Regions from separate parts of the Canis lupus genome. Here region 1 is linked to region 2. A link is a contact called in public Hi-C data. All regions are on one chromosome and are shown on one strand. Each heading gives the region's core, a stretch centred on a gene start, on an enhancer-like site or on the middle of the called end of the contact. The rest is flanking DNA. Distances are from core to core; before and after follow the strand shown.

Region 1 (2,733 bases), core at 147-2,646, 140 kb after region 2:
GGTTTCAAATGGCCAGCACCAGCCTTGGAAGCTTGGCCACTTCTGACTCTCCGCTCTGAGTGTCTCTTTGCCAAAAATGTGCCACCTGGTCCTCATCCAGTCCTCCATCCAGTCTCTGCAGGTCCTTACTGGAGAGGAAAGCATATTTTTCTAATTCCAAAACTGGGATACGAGGCCCAACTAGTATAAGTAAGTCTAGAAGGGGACAATGCACAGAATATTTCAATCTGGTTCTAGTTTAGCTATTCTAAGAAATGCGCCAAGGGGGACTCTTAGCCAGTCAAAGTGCCTGCCTCTCCCTCTGCAATTCAGGCACCTCCACTGTCCAAGTGGCTGACACCTATTTCCACAGGACGTCCTTTGGGTAAAGACTGCGGGTTACCACACTATTTAATAAGGGGTGGGGGTCGTGGGTGGGTAAAATGTATTATCAGCCCTTGACACCTTGGCCTGAACTAATTGTCAGGTCATGAAAAAGAGCTCCTAATAGGGCCTTAGGGGGGCCACGCAAGGACAGTAATAATGGACTAGAAATGATTTCTAAACCGAAATGTTCCTGCGTGCCGAGCCCCCTGGGCACCTGGTGTGCAGGAAGGGAGAAAGGGAAATCAGTAAAGTGCAGAACAGGGCTGATAGTTGCTCTGATTCCCAACTTCACCTAAGATAGGTTTTGCTCCTGCAAATTTCAAGGCTGTGGGGCCTCAGGAGGTCACCCCCAACAGGCCGCCGTCTGGGCGGCAGAACGCTGGGATGGGGACGCACGGAGGGTTGTGAAATCCCCACCGGGGCCCAGAGTAGGGCGCTCCCCGACGAGCTCATCACGTGCACAGCCCTAGCTTTTCCAACCCAGCCCCGAAGGCTGCGGTCCCGGACGCCCGGGTGGTTTTTAGGGTTTTCTTTCTTTATTATTTCCCTTATTGTTCTCCACGGTTGGTGATTTTCTGCAGAAAAACGGCTGAGAAAAAAGAACCTATTTCATTTCCAGTTCCCATCACCGCGATTTCCACATGGATGTGACGTTGGGCCAGCTTCCGAAATGCCCAGGTGACTCACGCGGGGACACCCGGGGGCGGGGCTCAGGAGTTTCTCGCGCGGGGGGGCGGGGCGGGGCGGGGCGGGGCGGGGCGCCGCCGGCCTCCTGCGCCGCCCGCGCCCCCTGCGCCCCCTGCGCCCCCTGGCGGCCGGCGACCGCGGGGCTCGGCGCCGGCCCGGGCGTCACGTGACTGGAAAGTCCCCGGGTGGAAATCCCCGTTCTCCGCCGGCGGTAAAACAGAAAGGGAAAAAGAGAACTGGCAGTCTGCAGTCCTCGCAGCGGGCCGGTGCAGCGCGCTCGGAGCCCGCGGGGGCGGAGCGGTGACAGCAGCCGCCGGGACAAGTGCGGCGGCGGCGGCGGCGGCGGCGGCGGCGGGCGCGAGCCACACAGCCCCGCGGCGAGCGAGCGCCGAGCCCCGGCGTCCATGGGGCGCCTCCTCCGCGCGGCCCGGACCTGACCCGGACTTGGGACTCTGGAAGAGGATCGCGCGGCCGGACAGGTAACCGCCGCGTGCCCGTGCCTCTGCCAGCGGCGTCGCGGGGCCCGGGCTGCGCGGGTGCGTCACCGGCAGCTCCTCGCGGGCGGGAGCTTGTCGGCCCGGGCCCGGCCCGGAGCTCGTCGGCCGTCGGCGCTCACTGCGGGATGTGAAGTGCTGGGAGTCGAGGCGGCCGCGCACGACGCTGGGGTGACAGCTCGGGAGCCCTCCGGCCAGCTGTTCCTTGTAGATGCTGCCAGGAACGTAAGCTGCAGCAGGCGGCTGGAGAGGAGCCCCCGGACGGCCAGGTCGCGTGGTCCTCGGTGCTTTGCCCCTTTGCGTGCCTTTTTTATTTTTCGATCAAGCTCTGGATGCTCGCGGACACGGAGACCTTGCAGAGCCGACCCGCCGTGGCTTCTTCCCGGCGGGTGCAGAGCCAGGCCACCCGCCGGGCGGGGGGGGCGTGGGGGCCCGGGCCAGCCAGCCTGCCCTGGGTCGGCTTGCAGACCCCGCAGCCCAGTGCAGGGAGGCGGGTGGGCGGAGGGCCGGTGCTGAGCTGCTGCAGGCGCCGCAGTGCGCGAGGAGTGTGCATGCTCAAGCGGGACGTTGGCCGGCTTTTCGGGTGCTCCAGTGGACGGCGACCTGGAGGCCCCTGCCCCAGCCCCTACCCCACAGTCAGACGGTCGTTGTCAGCCCGGGTCGTCCCACATCCTGCCACCTGGCCTCTCAGGAAAGCAGTGGTATTAAGTAAGGAAGGAGCTCAGCGCTTTTGAGACCGCTTTGTTTTCAGTTCTCCCCGCCTCTGATCTTCTTTCCTTGGAAAGCTGGTCTGGTCAAGTGTCTCAGGGCAGCCTTTGGGGAGGACCGTGGTTCATCAGTCCCCTGGACCTTAGCACTAGTGTCTGCAGTTGTTACGCAGCCGGTTATAGCTCCATTCCCATCGTCTAAGGTGCTTCTTTGTTTTTTGTTTTTTTTTTTTCTCTTTTTAACAATTCTGTGTACAAGTTTTGGAGTTTAGGAGTGAGAGTTACCAAAAATTCGATGAGGCATTTATTGATTTAAAAAAAAAAAAAAAAAGTCAGTGAGGTGACAAATGTAAAAGAAATGGTAAGGGTGATAGCATATGTCTTTACCTGTAAGGACGTTACAGTTATAGGTCAGGAAAATTTATTCTTTCATCTTAAACGTGGAGAAGTCCGAGAACTGGGAACTTGGCTGGTGGGTT
Region 2 (2,700 bases), core at 135-2,634:
GCAGGCTTGATATTTATTGCATTTATTTTATTTTAAAGATTTATTTACTTAAGAGAGACAGAGAGCATAAACAGGAGGGGCAGAGGGAGAGAGAATCTCAAGCAGATTCTGAGCTGAGCTTGGAACTTGATGTGGGGGCTTGACCCAGGACTTGATCCCATGACTTTGAGATTACAACCTGAGGTGAAACCAAGAGTTGGATGCTTAACTGATTGCACCACCCAGGCACCCTTATTTATTGCATTTAAAAGAAGGTAGTTCTGGTTTCCTAGTCTGAGCAACTGGATGATAGCAGAAGGGGAACAAATAAGAAAGAAAAAAGAGACAAGAGAAAGAGTGGATAACAGGCCAAAAAAGGGTGTTGGAAGTGAAAAAAACAAAATCCCTAGGAACAATTACAAAATCTTAAGGAATACATAATATCCTCAGCAAGTCCTCTGGTGTCAACTTGTTCAACACAAAGTCACAGCTATAATCTCTTGGAGAAGAAAAGCCTTTGTAAGAGATGATATGTGCCTTTTCAGAGGTCTTATTGATTTAGAAAATGGCAGGACCAGGAGAAAATAAGAATTGAATTCTTATATGGGTTGGTGCAGATGAACAGACTAATCCAAAGATAAACCACACCTTCTTCAGGTTTCAGTAATCCCACCAGGCTGTCTATGCTCCCCAGTGTCACTGAAGTGCTATTCTGTGCTTTACTTTAACTTTTTGGAAGTGGTCATAGGCTTTGCAATAAAGCCTCTGGAATTCAGATAGATTAATAAGATCATATTTACCGGCACTCCTTCCATAATCTTTCCTATAGACTCTGAAATGATAGAGAAAACCTTTCTACTCTGACTGCCAAGAAAAAGAATGACTAATCCCTCCTAATTTGATTTCAAAGGTATTTCCCCAGTCTTAATAATGATAGATGAACTGATTAGCTCTTACTGGGGAAGGGTTTTAAATATAGAGATTGTCACTCACTGAAATTGACCATATAATAAGTGGCTCTAACACTATATATTCAGTGTACCTGGGCTTAGTATAAATTACTTGTTGCATGAAAAGCCTCATTGAAGATGCCTGCAGGTGGAAAGAAAATAGGGCAACGAGAGGTTGGCCTTTGATGTGCCAGGGCTGTGTTCATAGGGTTTTGAGCACAGACTCAGGAACCAGACTCTGGGTTTGATTCTAACCCGCCTCTGACCACCACCAAATTTCTTGCCGTGTGATCTTAAGGTAGGCACATCCATACTTTACCTCAGTTTCCTTGCCAATAATATAATGATATTAATTTAACCCTTCTTAAGATCTTTTATGGATTACATGAGATACTGTTTATAAAGGGCTTACTATGACGTGCTACTTAAGCGTTAGCACAAACACACACACTGCGTAACTGGGCTAGAGGTGGTGTGTGTTTGGGTTTTAGCTCTTCATAAACAAACCACAGGAGGATGTGGTGACTTGATAAATGGGGCAGCCCTGAAAGCAAAGGTTTGTACTTAATTCTTTATAAAAGCATTCCTGGGTTGTGTTAGAGCCTAAACATAAAGAATGTAAAAAGGCTTCTCTTGCAAAGGAGTTGATGATATTTAGATCATTTGACTCTAATTTTTAACTTGTGGAAGGAATGCAAAAATCCTAAAACTTGATTGCTGCCACCAAAGTAACTTATAGTCCTACAGGAGAGGTGAGTGCATATTCAGAAAGTAAGTATACCAAACTTGGTGGAGGCAGTGCTGAATGTAACTACAATGAAAGCTTTCCAGACTCAGGTTCCACACTGTAATACTGGAGTTACAGCCAATAGCCACCTTTAAGTCCCAAGAATGTACCAGAAGTAGAGAATCCTCCTGAGCTATGGAGTAGTAGGTTATAGGCAGAACAGGTCTTACAGAAGGAGCTGCTTTTGGATTCCATCAGACAGTATGCCTAGTAGTGAAGGGTCTACCTGGCTGGCCTTGTAGTGTAGGATAAATAACAGGAGTACTCCTTTGGTACACACTTGGATTTTGAGGAGTTTATTGTTTCATGAGAGAAACCAGACAAATAAAAAAAAAAAAAAAAAAGAAACCAGACAAATTCAAAAAACTTACCATTTCACTCCCTTCTTAAAACACCTTAATTTGGGCAGCCCGGGTGGCTCAGCGGTTTAGCGCCGCCTTCAGCCCAGGGCCTGATCCTGGAGATCCGGGATTGAGTCCCATGTCGGGCTCCCTGCATGGAGCCTGCTTCTCCCTCTGCCTGTGTCTCTGCCTCTCTCTCTCTCTCTCTCTCTCATGAATAAATAAATAAAATCTTTAAAAAACAAAAACAAAAAAAACCCTTAATTTCCTTCAGGACCAAACCAGATTTTTTTTTAACAAAGTCATGATGTGGTCCCTGCCTGTTGGTATAAGGTAGGGATGCTTTCAGCTGCAAGGACTAGAACATTCAATCAACAATGGCTTCAACCAGTGCTTCTCAAACTGTAATGTATCTTCCAATCACTGGAATTTCATTCTTTCTTTTCTTTCCTTCTTTCTTTCTTTCTTTCTTTCTTTCTTTCTTTCTTTCTTTCTTTCTTCTTTCTTTCTTTCTTTCTTTCTTTCTTTCTTTCTTTCTTTCTTTCTTTTGATTGTATTTATTTATTTGACAGAGAGAGAAAAGGAACACAAACAAGGAGTGGGGGAAGCAGGCTCCCCTCCAAGCAGAAATCCCAATCCCAGA

Evidence for each region. Hi-C and Micro-C count contacts between places; a contact is called where the count stands out from the background.
Region 1: a contact with region 2 is called in a Hi-C map of blood, with 2.9 times the contacts expected there. The contact joins the promoter of TNFAIP3 here to the enhancer-like site in region 2. A contact is called at or near these places in 3 of 9 Hi-C or Micro-C datasets (amygdala and blood).

Annotation. Positions count from the first base shown.
Region 1 is chr1:30,483,177-30,485,909 of UU_Cfam_GSD_1.0, forward strand. It overlaps TNFAIP3 (tumor necrosis factor alpha-induced protein 3), which reads left to right and starts at 1,397. Exons shown (of 9, transcript XM_038526134.1): 1 at 1,397-1,532.
Region 2 is chr1:30,348,042-30,350,741 of UU_Cfam_GSD_1.0, forward strand. No RefSeq gene overlaps it. Among named protein-coding and RNA genes, the nearest start is that of TNFAIP3, 140 kb to the right of the region's middle. Within about 2 kb of position 1,385, at least 1 of the 20 cell types and tissues checked has an H3K27ac peak or open chromatin away from gene starts, as enhancers often do. A contact at or near this core is called in blood, where this site is marked.